Linked DNA regions of Mus musculus: region 1 is linked to region 2. A link is a contact called in public HiChIP or PLAC-seq data. All regions are on one chromosome and are shown on one strand. The core of a region is the stretch at or near the end of the contact, and the rest is flanking DNA. Distances in the headings are between cores, read along the strand shown. Region 1 overlaps Kif3c (kinesin family member 3C). Region 2 overlaps Rab10 (RAB10, member RAS oncogene family).

Region 1 (5,813 bases), core at 1,120-3,619, 130 kb before region 2:
CTGTTTCCTAAGGGACAGCCCAGCCTTAGGTAATTTGTTTCAAACAATGTCTCTCCACTCAGTGCAGTCTTCAGTGTTCTCATCCCAGAGTATCCCAGGCCTCAGCAAAGCAAAACAGCCCACAACTTGAACAATGCTTTAGTGGTGAGAGACAGAGCTTTTGTGTTTTCAGCCCTGCGTGAGTCATGTTTTGTGAGTTGTGGGAGATGTCTGGGAAGGAAAGGAGGGAGGGTCCTTCCACCGCCTCAGATTCCAGAGCACCCTCTTCTCACAGAAACCCATGTTCAAGGCCTTCCCCTCCCCCAAGCTCCAGTTGTGAAAGTAGAGATCAAGGGGACAGATGTAGTCTGGGAGATGGGGGGTGGCCACCACTCCCCTCCGCCACCAGCCCACCCCCTGGCTTCTCTGTGAACTCTCAGTCTCAGCTAGGGTTTGCAGGAGGAACTATTTTCTTTATTCCAACACTAACAACTTTCAGATATTAAAAAGAAACAAGGAGTGGGGTCTGGGAAGGCAGCTTGGTAGTTAAGAACACCGGCCACTGCTCCTCCCGAGGAGTCCTAGCACCAACACAGTGGCTCACGAGGGATCCTGTGCCACCTTCTGGCCTTTGTAGCCACCAAGAAAGCACGTGATGCACAGACATACAGGCAGGCAGAGCCCGCATGCACATAAAACATAAAGTTAAACTAAAGAGAAAAAATAATTTTTTAATTTTAAAGAATTGCCTCAAATAGATGAGGTTGCACATTCCTGCAATCCCAGCCCTGGGAAGCCTAAGACAGAGGAGCAAGGCTAGCCTGGGCTACATAGTGAGACCCTGACTCAACTAAGTATGCTGGCTCATGCCTGTAATCCCAGATTTGGGAGGTGGAAGCAGGAGGATCAGGAGTTCAAGGACAGCCTCAAGTACATAAAAAGGGCAAAAGGGGCAGGTACAACCTGCCTTCATGAGTGCTTACCTCAAACTCACATACAAACATACACAGACACACACAAAGCATGTACACACTCATCCACACACACACACACAAAGTATGCACACACTCATACACACACTCATACACACACACACACACTCATCCACACACACAAAGTATGCACACACTCATCCACACACACACACACTCATCCACACACAGAGCATGAACACACTCATACACACACACACACACACACACACACACAAATCACACACACTCTCATCCACACACAGAGCATGCACACACTCATACACACACTCACACACACACACACACACACACACACACACACACACACACACACAAATCATGCACTTGTGCTTTGGCCTGGCAAGCTGAGTTCAATCCCTGGGACCCACATGGTAGAGAGACTCAACTTCTGTAAGTTGTCCTCTGACATCAAATGAACGCTGGGTCAAGCTCACCTATCTCCCAACACACAGCTAAATGCAATAAAAACTTAAATAAAAATTTAAGAAGGAAAGTGACTAGTTGGCAATTAAAAAAATAAAATAAAGTATGTTTTTAAAATAAAATTAAGTTAGAATGCAAAGAAATGGGTCTCATGGTGGAACTGTCATACGTACATGTCATATGCTGTCCCCATTTGTTTCCTTTCCTCAATTAAACAGGGCACATGTCACACATACAAGTAACCTCAGCATTCCTGAGGCAGGGATCTGGAGGACTGAACTCAGGAGTTCAAAGCCAGCCTGAACTACACAGTGAATTTCAGGCCAGCCTTGGCTACATTGCATGACTCTTGTCTCAAGGAAAAAAACAAAAACAAATATCCCTTCTCAATTGCAGATTAAACAGGCATTTAAATGTAATAATGATCTCAGGGCTAGGGGAAGGGAAACATCTGTAAATTATATAATTAGGGAACTGGAAAAAGTGAATATAACCTATAAATAGAATTAAATTCTCTCAGTATGAAACTTCCTAAAAATAACCATTGTATGTGGTAATGGAAGATAATGTTTTGCTTTGCTTTGCTTGTGAGATAGGATCTCTATATACAGCCCTGGGCTGGCCTGAACTTTGCTAGACCAAGCTGGACTCAAACTCACAGAAATCCTGCCTGTGCTTCCCCAGTGCTGGGATTAAAAATGTACACTAGCAGACCTGTCCCAAACGGTTGTATGCACTTAGACACTACCAACCTCATACTAGCTTCGATCCCAGCTCTGGGGAGGATCCTGCCCTGCCGTGGAAGTAGCGTCCCTAGGTTACAGAGAGTAAAGAATCTCCAGAGAAGTACTATCCTTCCATCATTATATACAGATTTGGTCCCACTGCAAGAGGCACTCCGTCCGCTTTGTATGGTCCGCCTCGTTCTACGCAGCTACCAGCAGAGGGCGCTGCACACCCAGCTAACTGATGCAGCTGCACATCATGTGCAGACTTCAAGCTCTCCAGGGTAGAAACAGTTGGAATTGCTGAACACCCAGCTGAGAAGCTAGAAAGACTGCAGCAGGCCTCTATGGTGCCCAGTCATGACACTTCTCCATCTTTCCCTCTGGACCACAAGCTCAGAAATGTCTGACTTAACTTCTGCCTGTATTCTTACACAGCAGAGCTGAGCAAATATTAACAACTGTTGCTAATTTCTGGCAACCAACACAAGCCCATGCATGTATCCACCGGAACTAACCACTGGGGACAGAAGCGCTTCCCACCACAAGCCCCTCCCCTTACAGGCTCCTTTTCCATCCTGACCACTTCCTTCATGGTGATCCATACAGGATAGATCCTGGCAAAACTCATCCATGTGCACCTCTTAATCCACTCCCCAAGACCCGACCTGGAACAGGGTCTCAAGCCCCTCACCACTCATGACCCTGGGAGAGGCTTGCAAGTCCCTAGGTCCCGACAGACGGCCACTGGAACTCACACTCCAGCTGGCACCAGTGGCTGGAACCTCCACTGCTCCTCCTCACAGTCCAGGAAAAGGCGGTTCATGATCTTGTTCTTCTCCTCAGGGGGGATGAAGTTCTCAATGATGAGGTACCTGGGGGTGGGTACAAGGCAGAAATGGAGGGAGGGAGGGAGGGAGGGAGAGATCTCAGAGATCACAGAGGGAACGGGGGGGTGGGGGTGGAGGTAACAAGGGTGGAAGGGATGCCATTGCCACACAATAATGGAACTTGAAGACCACAGCTTCTAATGCAAAGACTGTGGGCCCAGGGCCCTAGGGGTTATTTTCCACTAGCACTCAGCAGACACTCTGACAGAGGGAGGTGGAGCCATCAAACCAGGCTGAGGAAGTAGAACAACTTAAGAGCTGGTCTAGCTCATGAGCTCCAGGTTCAGTGAGAGACCCAGTCTCCAAAATCATCATCGTCAATGTCAACCCATGGCCCCCATATTTGAATCACAGGTGTGCATATACATACACCTTAGACCCAAAACAAGAAGACGCACAAGCCTGCCTACATGTGCTAACCCAGTAACTGGGAAGCTGAGGCAGGAAGACAGCTGAGCCTCAAGACAGCTTGAGCTACAGAGTGGGAGGACCCTGTCTCAAACAAACAAACAAACAAACAAACAAACAAAAACCCAACCCAACCAGAAATGCAAACAAGGGGGGAAGAATGGACATGTGAGTGCTTAGTCAAAATATGGCTGTCCGAAGAGTCTCTTACAGAAGCCCTGAGGGATGGGGGAGACTGTGGGGACCCAGAACCAGAAGAGGAGCCAGCCCTACTTGAGCTTTAGTTCCCGGGTCTGCTCATTCTGCGCCTCCTCCAGGTCCTGCCGCACGCGGATGTACTCTTCGTGTTGGTCCTGGATCTCGGCCTTCACCGCCTGTAGCTTGGCATAGAGCTGTACATGCACAAGTGTGACTCAGCGGAGTTCAGTCAGGCACAAGTGTGACTCAGCAGAGTTCAGTCAGGCCCGTCACCCAGCCTGGGCTTCCTGCTCTGAACTCAGAATGGCTGCCTAGCCCTATGACTCCGTCAGGATGGGCTATCTCAAGGGCAGCCACTGTCCTCCCCGTGACTCAGTCCCTCCCACTCACTGGGACTCACCAATATCTCTCTCTCTCTCTCTCTGTATCATCAAGTGTTCAAACTGAAAGAGAACTGATGGAATGCATGCTAGCCTGACATTTTCTTTCTCCCTTTTAAAAAAAAATTATTTATTTATTTATTTTTAGTTATATGAGTATGCTGTAGCTGTCTTCAGACACACCAGTAGAGTGTGCATTGGATCCCATTACAGGTGGTTGTGAATCACCATGAGGGAATTGAACTCAGGACCTCTGGAAGAGCAGTCAGTGCTCTTAACCACTGAGCCATCTCTCCAGCCCGACATCCTCTTTCTACAGGTGAGGAAAATAAGATGTAGACTAACTAAAAGGTCATAAGGTCATAACTGAATAAAGAAAGAATAGAGCCAGGCCAGATGGTGGTGGCCCACACCTTTAGTCCCAGACCTTGGGAGGCAGAAGCAGGTGAGTATATTGAGTCCGAGGCCAGCCTTATCTACTGTGTGAATTCTAGGACAGCCAGGGCTACATGGAGAAACCAGTGCCAATTTGAAAAACCAAAAAATTAAATAAATATAGACAAACTAAAAAGGATGGAACCATGTCTCATTTTGGAGATCCACGGTTAGCGTTGGAGGTAGAATGAGTTGAGAAGGTAACCTACTCAAAAGTAAGGGCATGAGAGCCGGCAATGGCTTTCCCATTTCCCTCCTAACCGCTGAGTGCTGTACTAGTAACTGCTTTAAGGACTGGGCCTGGTCAGCTCGAAGTGGCCACAATAATAATCCTGGGGCCTCCCAGGGCTCGTTCCTGAGTCCACACTGGAACTTCCTACCCTAGGCCCATCTCAAGTCACAAATGTCCATGACTTCTGCAGGATCCGGGTGAGCAGATTCTTGTCCCTTGGTGTGGCGTGTAGGACCTTGTCTTCCTCCCTGGACGCAAGTTTCCATAGCCACACCGCATTCCCTGACCCAGCTACCAAAACTAGGATTCACTGGTGACTCCCAGTGTAGAGAAGTTAGCCAGGACCATGAGGATGACCACACAGTACACTGCAAGTGACACCCTGGCACCAGATGCCTGCCTCCTGGCTGTCTCCCCACCCCACAGTCCAAGCTCAGAGGTTGAACTTTGGGGAGGGGCCTTTGAGGCCCACCCTCTTAGGCAGCGGCCTGTTTACCCGCTGCGCATCTTACCTTCTTGAGTTTCTTGGTTTTAACTTCCACCTCCTGCTGCAGGGATGAGTAGGTACCACGTAGCTCCATGGTTTCTTCATCGCGGAGCAGCATCTCCTGCTGCATTTCCCGTTCACGGCGTTTCTAGGGCAAGGCAGAGCAAGGGGGTCACAAGGGAAAACCACGCCCACTGGGGAAGGCTACCGGAGCACACGGGCTGGCTCGATCTGCCTGTTGTAGCACCTGGCTTGTTCGTGGACACAGACCCATTTTTTTCAGACCCTGTGAATACAGCTTTTTCAGGTATGGGCCTGTGTGCATGGAGGCCCCAGCCCTAAGAGCCGGCATACCTTGGGGGCATTACCGGTAGCATCATAGTTGACTGGTAACTAACTTGATGACTTAGGAAACAGCCATACAGGCAATGAATCTGCAGGGGAATCTACCACTTCCTCTCACCCAAAGAGAGACCCCGAGCTGGTACACCCAGGGAAACCAAGCAAGGTAGTGCGGGTTTTGCATTATAATTCCCGGATTCCCAGTCCAACAGGGCTTACGCACCAGCCTATCCAACACATGACCCCAAGGCCGTATGCCTCAGAGAACCGGAAGCCAGCAGCCTTACCTGTTCCGCAATCTCCTGTCGCTTCAGTTCCA
Region 2 (5,600 bases), core at 362-2,861:
AGAAAAAGTAGTTGCAGATTTTTAAAATACGTGAACTTCAGAAATGATGTGTACTTGATAAATTGTCACCCTTTCTGTTGTCATGGAAGCAGTGGGGGCAGTATAGATACTGGGATCACCTAACCGGTTCTAGTCACCTTTAGATTTTATCTAATTTTTGTTTGTTTGTTTGTTTTGGTTTTTCAAGACAGGGTTTCTCTGTGTAGCCTTGGCTGTCCTGGAACTCACTCTGTAGACCAGGCTGGCCTCGAACTCAGAAATCCGCCTGCCTCTGCCTCCCAAGTGTGGGATTAAAGGCATGTGCCACCACTGCCTGGCTATCTGTTTGTTAAGATGGCAGTACATTTGTTCTGAACTTTGGTTTACCTTTAGGTGTTTGAATTTTAAATAGTTTTTATTGTTAATTGCTATCTAGCTAGGGCTTGATGACAGATAACATTGACATTCGCTGAGAACCAAACCTGAGTAAAGAAGAGGCTATTTTCTTGTTCTGCACACCAGGTTGGCCTTGAACTCACAGGGATTCCCCTGCCTCTGCCTCCTGAGTACTGGGATTAAAAGCGGGTCATACCACCACCAGGCTACTTAAAAGAAGGTGTGTATGTGCCTGGTATACATGCATGTATGCAGGCAAGAGGCTGTAGCTAGTGTTTCTCAATCACTGTCCACCTTATGTTTTGGGATTTCGTTTTAAATATATTTATTTACATGCTTATTTGAGGGAGGGGGCATGCATGTGGAGGTCAGAGGACTACTTATGGCTTATGGTTTTCTCGTTTTACTATCTGGGCCCCAGGGATGGAACTTAGGCTGTCAGGCTTAGCAGAAAGTACTGCTCTTGCTGGGTGAGGCATCTCACAAGCTTCCACATGATATTTTTTGAGACAGGGTCTCTCACTGAACCTGGAGTATACTGATAGGCTAGATTTGCTGACCGGCAAGTTCAGAGATAAGATACTCATGTAACTACCACTTTACTGACTGAGCCTTCTTGCCAGCCTGTGTCTCACAAAATTTCATTTTAGTTTGATTTTCCCCATAAATTTTTATTATTTTTTTCTATGACTCATGAATTTCAGAATGTTTTGCAATTTTCCTAGATAAGTGTTTTGTTATTGATTTTCATTTAATTTGTGGGGTCAGAATACATTGTGGCACATGTTCATTCTGTACTGTAAGAGTGTAAAGTCCCAGCATTGGGGGAGGTAAAGGCAAGTAGATGTCCATGAGTTGGAGGCTAGCCTGGTCTAAACATACCAAGTTCCAGACCACAAAGTTAAGACTACAAAGTTAGACTTTGTCAAAAACAAAACAAAACAAAACAAAACAAAACAAAACAAAACAAAGTGGTGGGGCAACTTGGGATTTTTCTGTCTACAGTTAAAAAAATAATTTTTAAAAGGAATAGACATTAAAATCTCCAAGTAAAATATTAAGTATTTAAGTTTTTAAAACTATTTTGAGTTTCGAAAAATTGGCTGTTGCCAAGTAAAGCATCAATTACAGTTTATCTTCCCTGTGTTACAGGAATAGACTTTAAGATCAAAACAGTGGAACTACAAGGAAAGAAGATCAAGCTACAGATATGGTAAGCATTCTTCCTTCCTGTATTGGTGCAATTTGCTTTCAGTTTACAGCAAGACTCTCCTTTGCCATTTATTCAGTGTCTTCTAGACTGCCCTTCCTGAACAAGCAACCTGTGACCTTTTAGGAACTGGAAATTATTGCCCAAAGTAAAAATAACTGTCTCAGCAGTGTCCAAAGCACAGGGCTTCACCCACCGTGTGGACTGAGGGAGGGGCAGTGCTTTGACTCCTTGGAATGTAGCACTCCTTTTGTAGGGTGTCATTGGCAATAATAGTATTTTACAACATTCTCTCATCTGTACATACTTAATTTTGTGCAAGGAAAATTCTACTTTTGCTTTGTTTTAACAACCTAATCATACTAATTAGATTGGTAAAAAATAATTCTAATGGCAGGGAAAAACTGCTTGGTTTTGAAAACAGGAAAAAAGTGAAAATAGGCTTAGAAGTATATGTTATGGTTTAAAAAAGGGGAATTATAAAGCATGCAGTGTTTAATTGCTCTTCACATATTTAACATCAGTTTTTCTTTTGGGTTGAATCTAGAGCACTGGATTAGATTTGGACTGTGGTGTGAGACATTCTAAAAGTAGTATCACTAACAATAGGCATCTTTATCCTTGAGCAAAGGTAGTGAGGCAGGAAGCTTTTTCTCTTGGTTTAAAGTTGTTAGAGAGATAGTGCAGTGGTTAAAAGCAAGACCTTCTTCTACAGAGGACCCAAGTTCAATTCCCAGCACCAACATCAGGCAGCTCACAGCTACCTGTAGCTCTAGCTTTAGGGGATTTTGAACTATAGGCACCTAAATGTGTTTGCACATGAGCATGTGTGTGTTCATATCATTATCATCATCATATGTTGCTCATTGCCTTAGTTGCTGGAGGCTACTTAGCATAGTGAGAATCCATGTATTGGAGCATCCCAGATCAAGCCAAGCCTGATGGCATATGTTTGTAATCTCAGTATGTGGAGATTAGAGACAGGATGATCAGGAATTCAAGGCTACATAGCAGATTCTAGGAAAGCTCTGGCTACATGTTGCCATGTTTAAAAAACAAAACAAGGGAGCCAGGTCATTTTGATAAGGTACAGTTAAATTGAGAGGTATAAATGTAAGCCAGGTGTGCTGGTACATGCCTTTAATCCCAGCACTCAGGAGGCAGAGGGTCTATGTGAGTTTGAGGCCAGCCTGGTCTACAGAGTTCCAGGACAGCCAAGGACTACACAGAGAAACCCTGTCTTAAAAAACAAAAACCAAAAAGAAAGAAAAGTATAAATGTATAAAGTATGCAAATTAAAATGGACATAGAAAACTTTAAAAAATTTATCTGGGTTATTCTAACAGAAATTAGAGGCTATAAATAGGTGTTATGGTTCTGAAAAATGAAGACAAATTTTTTTAAAACAGGTCCAGTTAGATGGCTCACCAAACCTGACAACCTGAATTTGATCCTCAGAACCCACATGGTAAAGGCGTTACCTGATTCCCCAGAATTGTCCTCTGATCTCCACATACGTGTCTTGGCATGATGTGCCTCCCCCACCAAAATAAGAAAACGGGTTATTAATAAATCAAGTAACAGTGAATAGCTGATTAAAACAAATTTCTATAAACACAAAATGGTGATTACTCTTTGGGAAGCATTAATATTTTAATATCTTTAATGTTAATATTTCATAGCTAACATTATAAACCTGTAGGTAACATGATGTAGGTTTAGCTAAGTGTGTTGTGTTCCTTTTTAGTAGAAAATTTAGTCATAGATTTAACCCTGAAATATGTGTATAATTTGCTGACTCTGTGATGTGAATGACTAGGGATGGGGAAGCAGGAAATGTTGGTGATATTCATAGTAGAGTAATGAAAGTTTCTTAGGCTACCTAAACTATAGTGAGACACTAACCTGAGTCCTGACACCACTTTCCCAAGGCACATTTCAGCTGCATTACATGTAGGAGACTTGAAGCTTTCTCTAAAGGAGTAGAATTATTGGTCAGTTTATACCACCTCAGGAAAGACCTGAAAGCAAACCAACTCGCCTGTGTTCCTGTTATGTTGAGGAAGACCTTTGGCACTTTTGGCTTTTGTTTTGTGGTGCTGGGGGGTCAAGACAAGAAGGAACAATTTTAAATAATGGGGTGATAGAAGGCCTCAGAGAGTAAGGAAAATACATCAATATATGAAGAACTGTTCTAGAAAGGGAAGAGGGTGGAAGTTTGCAGACAAATGGGGGTCAAGACAAGAAGGAACAATTTTAAATAATGGGGTGATAGAAGGCCTCAGAGAGTAAGGAAAATACATCAATATATGAGGAACTGTTCTAGAAAGGGAAGAGGGTGGAAGTTTGCAGACAAGCAGGGATAAATGGGAATGGAGGAGGCTGTGTCTTCAAAAACCAAAAGAAGAAACTATGTAATACACACGATGTTTGTAGTCACATGTTTTATGTCCATTATTCCTTTGTTCTCATTAATTTATTGATTCATTCATTCATTCACTTTACACCCTGATTACTGCCCACCTCCTCCCAGTCCCCTATCCTCTACCATTCTTAGTATTTTTGTATATTAACAATCAGAATGCTACAGGTCCTTCGAGCCAGAGAGACACGAATGACATGGACACCAAGTCGGGTTCATGCAACAGCTTCTTTACTTGTTCTCCTTCTTGCAGCTTTTCTTACAACAACTCCCCTTACAACAGTTTCTCTTACTACAACTAGCTTCTACTTAGGGCAAGGGCTAAACAACAAACCTCCTGTACTCGAGGCGAACTGACCTCATTTAGCTCCACCCCACCTCATCCAATCAGAATTCACACACGCACACGCGCACACGCGCGTGCGCGCGCGCACACACACACACACACACACACACACACACACACACACACGCACGCGCGCCTGCGCTCCAAGCACAAGCTCAGGTCGGTCACCAATCACGAGGGATAGACTAGCCCGGCAGGCAGCCCGCCCATGCTCAGGCAAGGCAGTAAGCATCTTGGCCCATGCGGCCGCACCCGCTTCCCGCACAGAACAAGAAGGAGTTTTATGAAAAATAATTACTTAAGTATCCTCTCCTTTCAACTTCTAGGGGGAAAAGTAATTTGTTCTGAGTTGCCCAATATTTCCTCTCCCTTCTTGCCTTGGCTGTCAAGGTTTTCAGTTAAATTCTTCAAATGACTCAAAGCAAAGGAGTTGAATAATAATCTCGGTCTTTCTTATTTCCAATTTCCTGATTCTCTCTTGTTACTTTCTCGTGTTTAGTTATAAAGTGCTTCAAAGCATGTCTGATTAACATGAGAGAAGAGAACTAGTTCTGAGACGATTCTATTCCCTCTGGGTGGTGACCAGATTCCCTGCAGAAGACCAGAGGGTGCTCAGGATGATGGGCATGTTGGCCAGCAGAATAACTGTAGTTGACAGTGGCTAGTGGAGCCCTCTACATCCTGACCAGCGTAATTGTTACAGTTCATTTTTGGGGTGGAGACTGTCTTGACCCTGGTCTGCTTGCCATTATATCTGCTCCTGCACTGGCACACTTAGGGGTGAAAGCTGGCTCAGTGTTTAAGATTTTGCTATACAAATAGGACGATCCTCCAGGATCTTGGTATCCTTGTCTTGGCATTGCTTCCATGAGCTTTGTAGCCAGTCACTGCTGCTGAATCCTCCCAGTACCCTCTTCTAATAACATTGTGCATGCAAAGTGCCCACAAAATACATAAATACATTTTAAAAATAAGCAAAAGATATTAATACATTTTTACAAAACTATGTTTACATGGTCAATACTTTTAAGATATCCAACATTGTCAACAAACAGAAATGAAACATAAATCCAAACCACAATACTACCACTTCAACTCCTCTAGGATGGCTATCATCAAAAAACCAGTAACCTATGAGGTAAGGACCTACCTACGTGTGTTACCCTCATCTGTTACTGGTAGCAATATAAAATAATTCAGACCTTTTAGGTGAGTTTGGCCTTTGCTCCAAACTTCAAACACAGGAC

What was found. HiChIP or PLAC-seq counts read pairs in DNA pulled down with a chosen protein or histone mark.
Region 1: an H3K27ac HiChIP or PLAC-seq map of trophoblast stem cells shows a contact between it and region 2, with 9 read pairs. The contact joins two enhancer-like sites. A contact is called at or near these places in 2 of 15 datasets of contacts at CTCF or cohesin (the NIH/3T3 cell line and stem cell-derived epiblast-like cells), 27 of 484 Hi-C or Micro-C datasets (the AML12 cell line, the C3H10T1/2 cell line, the Patski cell line and 13 more), 10 of 115 datasets of contacts at active chromatin or transcription factors (bone marrow-derived macrophages, embryonic stem cells, extraembryonic endoderm stem cells and 3 more) and 5 of 9 other capture datasets (adipose tissue, bone marrow-derived macrophages, embryonic stem cells and 2 more).

What each region holds. Positions count from the first base shown.
Region 1 is chr12:3,387,622-3,393,434 of GRCm38.p6, reverse strand. Kif3c (kinesin family member 3C) reads right to left here. Exons shown (of 8, transcript NM_008445.2): 2 at 5,782-5,813; 3 at 5,178-5,300; 4 at 3,694-3,812; 5 at 2,881-2,997. Among named protein-coding and RNA genes, the nearest start is that of I920046F24Rik, 25 kb to the right of the region's middle. Within about 2 kb of position 2,369, at least 53 of the 459 cell types and tissues checked have an H3K27ac peak or open chromatin away from gene starts, as enhancers often do. A contact at or near this core is called in bone marrow-derived macrophages and trophoblast stem cells, where this site is marked.
Region 2 is chr12:3,260,677-3,266,276 of GRCm38.p6, reverse strand. Rab10 (RAB10, member RAS oncogene family) reads left to right here. Exons shown (of 6, transcript NM_016676.5): 2 at 1,528-1,588. Among named protein-coding and RNA genes, the nearest start is that of Rab10os, 28 kb to the right of the region's middle. Within about 2 kb of position 1,611, at least 31 of the 459 cell types and tissues checked have an H3K27ac peak or open chromatin away from gene starts, as enhancers often do. A contact at or near this core is called in bone marrow-derived macrophages and trophoblast stem cells, where this site is marked.